Regions from separate parts of the Triticum aestivum genome. Here region 2 is linked to region 1. A link is a contact called in public Hi-C data. All regions are on one chromosome and are shown on one strand. Each heading gives the region's core, a stretch centred on a gene start, on an enhancer-like site or on the middle of the called end of the contact. The rest is flanking DNA. Distances are from core to core; before and after follow the strand shown.

Region 1 (7,128 bases), core at 2,537-5,036:
ACGGCTGTAAAAAAATGTTTGATATATCTGAGTAGATTAGTTATGCAAGTTACATACCCATTACAAACTTGATATGTAAACTCTATGGTGTCTACTATGTGTTGAAAATATCCGCCAAACTCTTTCTCTCTCTGAATGTGTGTCACACTCGCGCATCTTCCAGTTCTTTGCATAGGGACGCAACTTTAGTGACTTAATGAAGCCAAGTCTCAGCTTGACTTACCCATTTATCAGCCATCCATTAAAGATCCGACGTACCAGATTGACCCATATTCTGAACTGAGAATTTTAAAGTGTTCAGAAAAATCGAACTTTTTTTCAATAAATCTTAAATGTTGCGTTTTGTATTCTGGAAAAATTTCAACCCACTTGAATGTATGGTTTGTGATTAAATAGCCTTTTGAGCTCAAATAAATAAATAAATGTTTACTCATAAACACATGGATTGAAACTTTCACATGATACAATACGAAACATTTATGATTTATTGGATTTTTTATTTTTTCTATACACTTTAAACTTTCCAGTTCGGAATATGGGTCAATCTGGTACGTCGGATCTTTAATGGATGGCCGGTAAAGGGGGGTAAGTCACGATGAGACTTGGCTTCATGAAGTCACTGAAGCTGCCCTTTTGAAATCTCAAGAACATACAATGTTTCATACGGCTGTCACAAAAAAAGTGTGATATATTCGAATAGGCCTAACAATCAGTAACATCTAAAAATCCTCTCTCACATTTTCATATTCTTCTATGAGTAACAATCAGTTATCCAGACAAAATGAAAATAAAAGAAAACACCCTAGAAAAAAAATTCCAGTAGATATCGGGAATTTACAGGGAGCAGATCCTATATATGTCCAGAACAAGAATAAAGCATGCACCGATGCTTCAAATTTTTTAAAAATAAAGCATGCACTGAGAAGAAAAATACGAGGAAAAGTCCCGGTTTGTGGCGTTTGCTTCTGCTCGGAAACAACTGGTCAGTTGTGATTTTGCCCGGAAGAAGCCACCATCAGATACCACCTCTTCTCAAGAAGAAAGATTAAGCGTGTGAAGCAGGCATGGATCGCCATCAGTTGAGCGGTAGCTATCGGAAAGGGACGCGAGGCCGGTTTTCAGCTTAGCTGCCGCTGGTATGAAACCAGAGACTAATTCCAACCGGAAGCAGGGCTGCCAACTACAAAGACACCATCATGACAAGAAAGTTGTGCCAACGCAGCCGCTCTACGCCTGCAGTTCTCTCCGTCCGCCGGCTATCTACTTGTCAATGTCCCTACGTCGCTGCATTACAATTCAACATATTTATGTTTCTCTCCTAACACGTCGAGCCGTTGCGATCTACATTCCACTATCATGAATTGCGGGCATTCTCAATACACGTTAGAGAAATACTCCCTTTGTTTCTTTTTACTCCGCATATAAGATTTGTCTTAAATCAGACTTTGTGAAATTTTACCAAATTTCTATATAAGCATCAACATCTACAATAGTTAAGGTGTACGATATGAATTAAGTCCCTGATACATGTAATGATATTGATTTGATGATGTCAATGTTCATATTTTTTTCCGCAATCTTGATGAAATTCTATGAAGTTTGACTTAAAACAAAACTTATATGCAAAGAAATGGACGAAGTATTAGATTATAGTAGGGACACAGACTTGGAGCCCTTGGGTGCTCGTGAACCTTATACGAATAGTAACAAAAAAACTAGAAAAGAATAAAAAATGTGAAATTTTGAGGTATCAAACCTGGTCGATCATTTTACTCAAGTATGAGGTTTCGTGAAGAATTGGCGTCAATGATATTCTCAATAGATAAGTCAAAAAATCTATTGTATTAAAACACTGTGGGAATGAATCGTAGACTGTATTTTCTTCACTAAGGCCAGGTGTGAACTTGTTTTTTTAGACATAGGTGTGGACTTGTTGTGTCTGTGTTCTTTTGATGCTTTGTTCTGAGTCAATGAAATTCAGCTCGATTCGTATACGCCCTCAAGCTGATTAATGACAACCCATTCAACTTTGACACGCAAGGGCCTACGACATCCCACAAGGGTCCTCCTATTCAGCGGGGAGCCACTAGTTAACGAGCGCTTCTTCGGAAGCCTCGCAACGATTAACGACACTTGGCGCGCTCTTAGCCATTCGTCACGTGTCGCGCTCTGGGCGCTTCTTTTGATTTTTTTTAATTTTTTCACACGCGTTTTCGGCTATTTAAACGTTTTTTTCCCGGCGCGAAAAAACGTGTTTTTTTTTCTTTCACAAGAGTCACAATTTTGCTTCCACGAGAGCCACGGTTTTGCTTTCACGAGAGGCACGGTCGTGCCTCTCGGAAACAGAAAAATACGCGTTTTCTGTTTTTTTCCTTTCGCGAGAGTCACGGTTTTGCTTCCGCGAGAGGCACGGTTGTGCTTTCGCGAGAGTCACGGCCGTGCCTCTCGGAAATGAAAAAAAGTGTTTTCTTTTTTTCCTTTCGCGAGAGTCATGGTTTTGCTTCCGCGAGAGGCACGGTTTTCACGAGAGTCACGGTCGTGCCTCTCGGAAACGAAAAAGAAACGCGTTTTCTGTTTTTTTTCCTTTCGCGAGATTCACGGTTTTGCTTCCGCGAGAGGCACGGGTGTGCTTTCGCGAGAGTCACGGCCGTGCCTCCTCGGAAACGAAAAAAAACGCGTTTTCGCTTTTTTCTCCTTCCGCGAGAGTCATGGTTTTGTTTCCGCGAGAGGCACAGTTGTGATTTCGTGAGAGGCACGGGCGTGCCTCTTTCGGAAAGGGAAAAACCCGTGCTTCCGATTCGGTTTTTTCGTCCGGTTTTTTCCTGACAAAAAAGTTCGTCAAAACCTGTCAACATGGGATCTAGTCTTGAAGATTTCGACGCGAGGAATCCAACGGTGAAAGCGGTTTGAGATTTGGACGCATGGTTTGAGAGATAAAAACTCTCAGGTTGCGACAAGTGGCGCGCTGCATGTGCGTCACTTGTCGCAACATGGGGAGTTGGAGTGATCTTTACATCGAGTACTCCTCAACTAGCGATTTCGTATTCAGCGTGCTGGGGGAGTCACAGCGTGAACCCCTTGCTCCCCTCACGCGCCCATTTTGGCCGGCCCATGAGCGGCGGCGGGGCGCCCCCTTTTTTCCGTTTTCATTTTTTACTTATTTAAATAATTCAGGTTTCGAAATAGTTCCAAATAAAAAAAATGAGAATTTTGAAAAGTTCGTGGAGCCAAAAAATGTCCCAGAATACGAATAATATTCATGAATTTGAAAAATGCTCTTGATTCAAAAAATGCTAGTGAATTTGGATATTGATGAAAGTTTCTAAATTTGGTGAACATCTTTAAAAATTATAGTGAACAAAATTTGAATAGGATCAACATTTTTTGAGTTAGATGAACATTTTTTTTTGAAAAAAAATGATGAACAAATTTTGAATTCCATGATCAAAATTTGAATTTGATGAATATTTTTAGAATTTGATGAGTATTTTTTGAAAATGATGAACAAATTGTGAATACGATGAACATATTTTGAATTTTGATGAAAGTTTTTAAAATATGATGAACAAAAAATGAATTCGATGAACATTTTTTGAATAGGATGAACAAAAAATGTTGGCGAATTTGAAAATAAAATTCCCAAAAACACGTGAAAAAAATTAAAGAAAATAAAAAGAGAAAAGGAAAAGGGAAAAAGGAAAAGAAAAAACAAAAAATGAAAGAAGGAAAAAACGATAAATAAACGTAAAATGGGCCGGCCCATACGACATCCATCGCGTGCATCCCGGAGCTAAAGCACGTGATTCAGCCCACAAAAGTCCACTTCCTCTCCAATCCGACCCACCAGAGCCCAACGGAAAGCTTTTCCTACCTCATCCTCTCGTCATCGTCATCCCCTTCCTTCCTCCTCGCAAAACCAAACCGAAAGCAAACGACAACACGCGAGAAGAAAGGAGGGGACGATGGTGAGGAAGAGGAAGGAGCTGCTGTCGTCGGCGCCATGGCGGACGGGGGAGGCAGAGGAGGACGACGAGGCGTCCAGGATGAGCCGCGAGGGGAAGGTCACCGTCACCAGCAACCCAGGGGAGACGCCCACCATGAACATGCCACGCAGCAAGCGCCCGGACCTCGACCTCGCCGTCGACGACTTCGAGGAGGACGAGATCGACCCCGAGCTGCGCTACTCCTTCCAGCGCAACAGCAGGGTATGCCCCGCCCGCGCCACGCACCAATCTCTTCCCTCCCCCTATGCCTCTTCCTTGTTTATTGCTGTTGGGCGATTCGCTCTAGGTGTTCGACGAATTGTGAACTCTCAGAGGCTGCAGTTGTAACAGAAGGAATTTCCTCAGGATTAATTAACAAGTTTAGGGTTCAATCAACTGGTAATGGACCTAATGGTAGTAAAACTGAAACAGTAGATTTGGTTTTTTGGATAGAGGCACTGCAAAACCAACTGAACATTGTTGGCCAAAATTCACAAGATTGCACTTCACCTTTTACCGTCATAACCCTAACCACAATAATTAAGACAAAGGTTCAATAGCAACACAAATTTGTAAACTGTATTAGATGAAATAAACAGCCCCACAATTGCTAACTATTGGTTTCTCTCATATCATGGTTTTCATCTTAATTAAGGTGACCATATTATTTTACTCAAGATATCGACAAAAAATACTTTTAGTTCAAGTAAATAATTTGCCACTGACAAGTACAGTTGTGTAAATGGAAGGCCATGTCCAAGTATCCTCTACCCTGCATGGCTTTCATCACAGTTTTTCCTGACATCTGTGCTAGCTTGTTCATCATAGTAGTCCTACCCATAGAAACAGCGATCATGGGTCAACGCCGCGTCCCTTGACCTGGGGTCGATCACCCCAATCCGGAGTTAGTGTCGAGTAACTAGGGGTCACCGTGGGTTGACGGACTTAACATGGCCCAAAACTGTTGCTCTCGATACCCAATGAGAATTCGCACTATGCAGTCGTCATTGTGTGTCACTTGGCGCTCCTCATCCTGCAGTTACCATCGCGGCCCCATGATCGTGCTTGGATGTTGCCCGGCACTTTCCTGCGCTTAATATACCTGTGGTTACATTTGATTCTTTGTCAGACAACCGCAGTGGTGCTTCATCTGTTGCTTGTGGATGGAGGGGTCGGAAGTGACAGCAGGGTGGGTGTTGGAGGAAGCAGAGAGACGGATGGTTAGTTTAGAATTAATGCGTGGTGTTCAGGACTTGGGGGTCGATGGTAAAGATGCTAGGGAGGAAGCAGAGAGACGGATGGTTAGTTTATAATTAATGCGTGGTGTTCAGGACTTGGGGGTCGACGGTAAAGATGCTAGGGCTGGAGTACGTGAAGAGAAGAGAGATGTATGGGCTGGAGGGTTAAGTCACATGCCACTTTTTCCATTTGTTTTACATTTTAGATATTTGACCTTGTATACTTCTTTGCTATATTAAAACTTTTAACCTCTAAAAATTGGCGTGGGTGAAAAAAATAGTACTTGCACCTCAACCCGGAGAGGAGGGGTTGCAAACAGGAGATCCTGATGTTGTGCATAAGAAATCACAGAGAACTCTTGGTTTCTCTCATATCATGGTTTCCAGCTTAATTCAGGTGACCATATTGTTTTCCTCAAGATATCGAGAAAACATAGTTTTAGTTCAAGTAAATAATTTGCCACTGACAAGCACAGTTGTGTAAATGGAAGGCCATGTCCGAGTATCCTCTACCCTGCATGGCCTTTATCACAGTTTTTCTTGACTCTGTACTAACTTGTTCATCATAGTAGTCCTACCCATAGAAACAGGGATCATGGGTCGACGCCACATCCCTTGACCTATGATCAATCACCCCAGTCAAGGGTTAGTGTCGAGTAAGTAGGGGTCACGGTGGGTTGACGGACTTAACACGGCCCAAAACAGTTGCTCTTGATCCCAAATGAGAACTCGCACGAAGTCGTCGTTGTGTGTCACTTGGGCTCCTCATCCCGCTATTACCATGGTGGCACCATGACCATGCTTGGATGTTGCCCGCCCCTTTCCTGCGCTTGGCGTACCTGTGGTTGCCTTTGATTCTTTGTCAGAGAACCACAGCGGCGCTTCAATCTATTGCTGGTGGATGGAGGGATCGGAAGTGACAGCAGGATGGGTGTTGGTGGGAGCTGAGAGACTGATGGTTAGAATATAATTAACACATGGTGTTCAGGACTTGGTGGTTGAGGGTAAGAATAAGATGCTAGGGCTGGAGTACGTCAAAATAAGAGAGATGTGTGTGCTGTGCTAGGCCAACCCAGCAAGTCACATGCCAACTTTTTCCATTTGTTTTACAATTTAGACACTTGATCTTCTATACTACCCCCGTCTCGGTGAACAAGTCATTCGCGTAGTTCTAGGTCGACGATTTAACTATCTAAATATGTATTATATGTGACAAAAAATATATATTTAGAAACTACATCTGTGTAGAAATCTAGTGATATACTTTTCATGACATATAACACATATTTAATTCCTCAAATTGATGACCTAGAACTACGCGAATGACTTATTCACCTAGACGGAGGTAGTACTTCTTTGCTATATCAAAACTTTTAGCCTCTAAAAATTGGCGTGAGTGAAAAAAAATGGTACTAGTAATCTCAATGAAAAAACTATGTCCTACCATGGCCGTCGACCCGGAATTGTTTGGTTTGCGACTCATCCCCCCAAAGAGGCATACCCCTTGTTACACGTCAACCCAGAGAGGAGGGGTTGCAAACAGGCGATCCTGATATTGTGCATAAGAACTATCACAGAGATATTGACTTCTTATTTGGTAAAAGATAGATATTGTCATTGTGTGTGATTCCTAATACTTCATTCACTTTGTGTGGTCCTAATGTTTCATTCACTTCGAAGTTTATTTAGATGTCTAGACGGATAAGAAAATCAACAAATCCCTCCTATCGAGGATAATTGATTTTGAAATAAAGGAATCTTGTACTTATTTTGTTCGTTGTTGGTTAATTGTCTGACAAGAAGCCCTTTGTTTTGCAGTTTCTGCGGAGAGTTTTCACGGTGGACACACTTGTCAAGCCTCTTCCTCCTGTGATGGCATACAGTGTCTCCCGTAATGTGAACTTTTT
Region 2 (6,793 bases), core at 3,940-6,439, 290 kb before region 1:
TAAAACCCATCTGGCGAAATTGCAGATAGCATAATATTTGTCTTAGGTTCTATAGAGAATATTACCTCCTAGCTTCTTCATCTCGAAGCTTAGCATCGTATTCCTTACTTGGAGGATATTTCGGCAGACTTGATGGATCACAAGCATAAGGCTTTGTTGTAAAGAACTGTTGTATAATGTACAAGTACAGATTACAAACCAGAAGTTAAGGGCGGTCACTTCAGATATACAGAGGCAACCAAATCAGTTATCAACTAATCCCATAAAGTGAAAAGGCTAATATAAAATAGCATCTCTTAAGTTTTAATATTAAGATCAAAAGATATTGTTCACTTTTAAAATCAGTGTCTCAAATTCACAATATATGAGCTGAAAATAACACAGAAGTCCATATTTTCAGGGGACTTATTCACATTTGCCACAACTCTATACTTGTATCCTGCCATTACTTTTTAGGGGTTGTTTGGATACTGGGATTTTACAAAACCAGTTTGGCCTACACTCGTTTTCGGTTACAACAAACTAAAACTATGTTTGGTTAACATAACAAATCCAAGGATAAGTAAATCTTGGTTTTACTAAAACTGAAAAACTGAGTTTATGGAAAAACGACAATTAGACGTTTTTCTATAAACAAGTTCATCACCCGCCGCACGCGACCGGCATACAGCGCAGCTGGCCTGCATGTTGCCGTCGCCGTCGAGTCCTTTCCCAGCAACAACTCATCAACGCATACCGCACCACCCGCGGCCCTCGCCGTTGCCGCCGGCCGCCGCCGTCATCGTCGACCACTGGTCCTACCCCAACGACAACTGATCTCGCGTCGCTCGCGGCCGTCGCCATCGTCGGACCATCGTCATCGCCGTCGACCATCGGTCCTTCCCCGGCAAGCCCTCATCCCGCGTCACCAGCGGCCGACACCAACTCGCCATCACAGTCGACCACTGATCCTACTCGAGCGGGCACTCCTCTCGCGTCTTCCTCGCGGACGGCGGTCTCTTATAAATTTGATCTTGATTTTGTGTGGCAGCAACAGATTCCTTGTATGCTCGTTCTTGTTCTTGAATGATTGGTCATTCTCATTACTGTCACTCATGCAAAAAATTCACGTGCGAGCATTCAGATTGCTTTTGATGATGATGAATTCACGTTCTAGTAGTAATTCGGCTGTTAACATGATCTCGTGCTCGAGCAGGCTGGCTTCCTCGAGGCCACAACAGTGCATCTTCGTCGGTCCTCACCTTCACCGCTGCCCAAGGAACCATCACCGGCGATGATGTCAACCAACCCAGCAGCTGCAGCGCTACTCTCTCTTCGGCCGCGACAATGATGGACCCCATCCAGGAAGTACGACGAGAGTGCCGGCGTCGAAACTGGACGCGTTCATCTCTTACAGGGCGGCGACGGCGCAGCCTCGTGTTTAAACATGTTTTATCATCCAAACAAGGTTTTGTGTATACTTGTTCCTATAATCCTACTTATCCAAACAACCACTTAGAGCTACTCACTATTCACTCTTCTGTTAACCTTATTTGCAGTTGCCACTGCTCCTTTTCCATCCACCTTGCAGTTTAGTGAGATATTAAAGGACCAAAATGCCCATGGACATTCTGTCCGATGCTTCTTCCTTCTAAGCCACTTTACCTCCTCCATCCCCTCTCTCCACTACAGAGATCTGGCATTTCATCCCTCTCTTCCGCAACCTCCACCTTGTGGCCGGCATGTCCAGCTCGTGTCAACATTGGGCTCATGTTCCCACCAAAGCACACAATCACCATATGGGGCCAACTGGCAAGATCCGGACGGCCCTCCAGCTCAAAGAGTCGAGCTGAGCCTCATCCCTGCAAACAACAGGGACTGGGAGCTCAAGTGTGACAAAGCTTGCGTCGGTGTTTGGGCCGCCTTGCCAGCTGACTGCGTCCAACACGACGAGGTGAACTTGGAGGCCACGTCTGACGCGGAGGAGGCTGAGCGACAGCAGCAGGCATGACCCTATGCATGATCTGCTTGATTGATTGTACAGAAGAGAGAGAGAGACCAAGATATGGTCATTTGTTTTGTTTAACTATAAAACTTTTTGCCTATAATTATTGCTGCTCAAGATGGCTTCTAAATTGGCATGCAACTTATACTTAACATGTATTCTTGATGGTCCTTTTCCAAATGGGGTAGGTGCCCTAAGTTCAGCAATTCCATTCCAAGGTGCTGCATGGAGGCCACCATGGTGTCATCCTGTAGCAACTGGCAAGGGAGGTTCACTACTGCATCTAGGCTGATGGGAGAGACGAATCAGAGGAGATATCGAATAGGAAGAGCCAGGAGGAAGAATATGACATGTGGGACCATCAAACGGTGCTTATGGGCATTGTGCAACCCTCAAAAGGTGCTAATGGGTGTTGACCGAATCAGAAACAGAGCTGCATGACAAATGTACATCTAACAGGAGAGTAGCAAAAGTCAGCAACCCTGAAAAGTAGAGGTAGAATGCAAGTATGAGGTTGTACTAGTTGTAAATGTGTAAAACTCACTATTTTCAGATCCACCAAATGGCACGCCAATTATGTTTATATGCGATTGCAGGGACATAAAGCACTTTTAGCTAACATTTTAGACACATCTGACCATAGATTCTCTTTATGACAGGCAATACAGCAGCCATATAATGGATCAAATGAATGTAAGGGCAGCCAGAACTTACTTCACTTTCAAGGGCAGACGCCGCAGTACCCCTATTATCAGGTTCTACAGCAAGTAAACGATCCAGAAGTGCCAAAGCTGAAGGAGGGAAGTCCTTATATACATCATTCACACAACGACGATACGGATGTTGTGGTTTGAAGATGGTAGCACGCGATAACTTCAAATTAGCCCAGAACTCCTCTGATGGTGAACCACAAAGCTTGAATATTTTGTGCAACTGTTCCACCTGAAAGAGTTTAGACAACAAAAATTGACCTTAAGTGTCATAAAGTTAACGACATAGATTCACAGAACTATTCAAGACTAACGTAAGTACACAAGTAGGATTAATCCAAAGAAGCAACAGTCTTGAGTTTGAGCAAATTATGACTGCGGCAGTAGTCAAACAGTACCTCAGTTCGTCCTGGCATGATAGGCTTCCCTGACAGCAATTCCGCAAGGATGCAACCAGCACTCCAGAGATCAACCGTGGCACCATAGTTAGTAGCACCCAACAAAAGTTCCGGGGGCCGGTACCATAAAGTTACAACACGACTTGTCAAATTCTGCTTTTGGTTCGGATTAAAGAATGTAGCTAGACCAAAATCTGCTATTTTGAGGGCACCATTATTGTCAAGCAGAAGATTAGCACCCTTTATATCCCGATGCAAAACACCACGACTATGACAGTGACCAAGTCCAGACAGTAGTTGGTGCATGTAACACTTGACCTGAATAGGTCATTTTCCGAAGTCAGCACGGAATGAAAACTAAAGGCACAATAGAAAACCTTTGAATGGAGATCAAAGAAAATGTCCAGAAGGAAAACCTGAGCCTCTGTGAATTTTATGCCAGGTGTAGCAGCAAGTCCTGCAAGATCATGCTCCATGTATTCGAACACGAGATACAAGCTACTAGACATGCGTGATGTCACCAAACCTTCGAGCTTAATAACATTTGGATTATCAAGTCTTCTTAAGATGTGAATTTCCCTCGCCATAAATCGAACACTCTCAGGATCCATATTGGCAAATCGAACTTTCTTAAGTGCCACAATTTTTCCATTCTCAAGATCGCGTGCTTTGTAAACGCTGCTGTAGGTACCTTGCCCTATCTGAAATATTTAAAAGGCAAGGGTGAGAAAAAGCGTAGTAGCGCAGAATCAGCAGTCCTATAGTAGTTTCAATTCTAATCAATCAGATTGCTTTAAAGGACTAGGAGCTGAGTGTGGGCTCTATTTTTCTAACTGCACCACGACAAAGCTTATGGGATCTAGATGTATTTACACTATTGCAACTGACAGAATGTCCTATGCCATTGGAAAATGTTCAAGCGCTTTGAAACATTCACACTAAATCACACCCAAACACAATTCAGAACATAGATGGCTAATGAAGGTCTTGAAAGAGAAACAAGATGATAAATTTGTGGTAAGGATGAACCTTGTCCAACTTCTCGAAGGACTCTGCCTTGCGAGGCTGCCACCCACGGACCGCCTCTGTTGCCACCTCCGTAAGCCACCTCGGCCAGCCAGCCGCCACATGCTCCCCCACCACTCCATTCGGCACATCTATGATCCTTGGCTTCACCTCACCCCTGATGCCACCACTCCTTGGTTCTTGCTCTGCGACGCCATTTGGAGCACGCCTGCGATTCACAGGGGCAGCAACCGCCCTCTCCACATCGACAACGCTAGCGGCGGTTGCGGCCACTTCCTCTGGCAGCGGCACCACTGCATCGACCACCGGCGCAGGGGGCTTCCGAATCAGCCTGGCCGTGCTGGCATCTTTGGCAACACGGTGCCCCACGCTGGAGGACGTGGCTGCCACAACTCCCCCTTCTTCTTCATCCTCCTCCAAGTCCTCGTGCCTCTTGCTGGAGTTGTAACTAACCAGACGCCTCAGCGAGTTGCTGGATGGGCGGCGGCGAGGCTTCCCCTCGCCGCCACACTCGTCGCCGCCATGGAATTGCTTCGAACTGACGCATCCCATGGGATAAGGATCCCGGCAGGAAACCCTACTCCAAGAGAATCAAGACGACGACTTGAAGAAACTTTCTCCCGCATCAGGCCCTCATTGCTCCCCAAGTTGGAGCGCCAATCCGGGCTCCTCCGCAGATCCAAATCAGAAGGCAGACACTCGGGAGCCGGAGGAAGTCCCCCTCCGCTCCAGCAACTTCCGAATCAGGGAGCGCGTGGCCAGGAACCGGCGGCAACGACCACTGGAACTGGGACTCCACAACTGCAACGGAAATCGGGATCTTCTTGGAGCACTTGAGTGGAAGCGGCGCGAGTTGGGCAGGGACGAACCGGGGCGGGGAATCCGGGGTGGGCTGGGATCAAAATCGAACCTTGCCGCCGGAAAACCGCAACGCGTCGCCCCGCAGATCTCCCTCCCTCCCTCTCTCCTTCCTGAGTGCTGGCCTTTTTCTTGGGTCCTTTTGTTTGGTCTGTTGCAAGTACCCGGTCTTCTGCTTCCCTTCCCTTCTCCTTTTTGGTTGGTGAAAAAAAGGGAGAGGGCAGAGAGAGAGAGAGAGAGAGAGAGAGAGAAATTGTCAGCGAGAGGGAGAGAAGGAGACGTTAGTTCCTGTTTTACTTTTATTTTTATATGAAGAAAGAAATTGGGAATCAAGGGCGCAGACAGTTTTTGGAAAATCGGGAAACTCGAATCTCTATTCAATTGCTTAGCCATGTGATCTTTGATTCCCTCTGGTTTTGTCAAACTTGGCCGTGTCAAAAGCATCCAAAAACATTGGCAGGAAATTAGAAGAAGTCAACAGATGAATAGCACACGTACAATTATGGTGAAGAGGGCGTGGTTAGAGATATGATAAATTAGTGGTACTAGCTGTGAATAAAAGGAGTGACAAGCTGTATATAGCGAGAGAAATCAAGGTTGGTTCAAGGTTCAATTATTTTGTTGCAAGGTCCAGTCCATGTGCTAACTTTGTGATTAATTACCTACTTGATTTTTGTGAAACAGTTTTGTTTTTCTCAATAACGTACGAGACAGCTAGACCCAAGTATATTGTACTATTTGCCATCAAAAAATAGTATAAGAGCATCTACACCCGGGCGCTCCAAGCCAGCCTCAAACGCCCGGACGGTCCGCACGGTCACTGACCGGTCACCAAAATCTGATTCAGACGGGCGCCTTAAATGGCCTCAAACGTCCGGGTTGTCCGACGCCCCTCATATCCAGCCCAAATATAGGGCGCATATGGGGCTGCCCGGGGGTGTCCGCCACATCGGACTCGGCCCACCCCGACCCCACAAATATCCCCAGTCCGGAAACCCTAGCTCACTCCACTCTCGATCCGTCTCTTCTTCTCCCCTTCGATTTCTCCAATTCAATCCACTCCGACGACTCCGGCGACTGCAGCGACCATGTCGAGCGCCGGCAGCCATTCCTCCTCCGACTCCGACGGGAAGTTGGCCCTTCGCATTGCCCTCGAGAGGTCTAAGGTGGACACAGGTGGCAGTTCCAGATCGGCCGCCTCGCCTCTCCCCCGTATGCGCAACAAGGACGCTAGCTGGCTCCTCCTGACCCGCGCTTGGCTCCGCACGGGCTGCGGAGTTTGTGCCTCCCCCACGCCGTCCTCTGCCCCCGCCGGCTGCTGCTCCCCCACGCCGGCAATGGTGGATGCTTGCGCCCGCCTAGCCGGCCCGGACACGCACGCCGGAGACAACATTCTCTTCGGTTTTGTATGGACTATTTCTCTCTGTATGCACTAGCAAACAAATCGGTCCATGCATGTTTCCGTCAACAATCTCCAAGAAGTGACCATGATGCTCCCATGGTCTAAGGAGCAATATCACACATTAACACTCCATGTTATTACAATTGAATGCAGACGATATTAACTCAATTCATAACAAATAAGATTGGGTTGATTCAATATGATCGTTCTTCTAACATCATAATCTCAATATTGTTTTAGGATCATCATTACACTTAATGATATCTGATGTTTGCTTGAACTACGTCGGTATTTTCCCAAAGAGGAAGGAATGATGCAGCACAACAACTGTAGGTATTTCCCTCAGTGATGAGACCAAGGTTATCGAACCAGTAGGAGAACCACCCAACGGCACCTGCACACAAATAACAAATAC

The links. A called contact is a pair of places that touch in the nucleus more often than the background predicts.
Region 2: a Hi-C map of leaf shows a contact between it and region 1, with 4 times the contacts expected there. The contact joins the promoter of LOC123166394 here to the promoter of LOC123168005 in region 1. A contact is called at or near these places in 3 of 5 Hi-C or Micro-C datasets (all in leaf).

Annotation. Positions count from the first base shown.
Region 1 is chr7D:403,956,078-403,963,205 of IWGSC CS RefSeq v2.1, reverse strand. LOC123168005 reads left to right here and starts at 3,786. Exons shown (of 3, transcript XM_044585867.1): 1 at 3,786-4,205; 2 at 7,040-7,128. The coding sequence starts at 3,963.
Region 2 is chr7D:404,252,327-404,259,119 of IWGSC CS RefSeq v2.1, reverse strand. LOC123166394 reads right to left here and starts at 5,189. Exons shown (of 10, transcript XM_044584193.1): 1 at 4,122-5,189; 2 at 3,509-3,793; 3 at 3,093-3,410; 4 at 2,699-2,926; 5 at 66-166. The coding sequence starts at 4,670.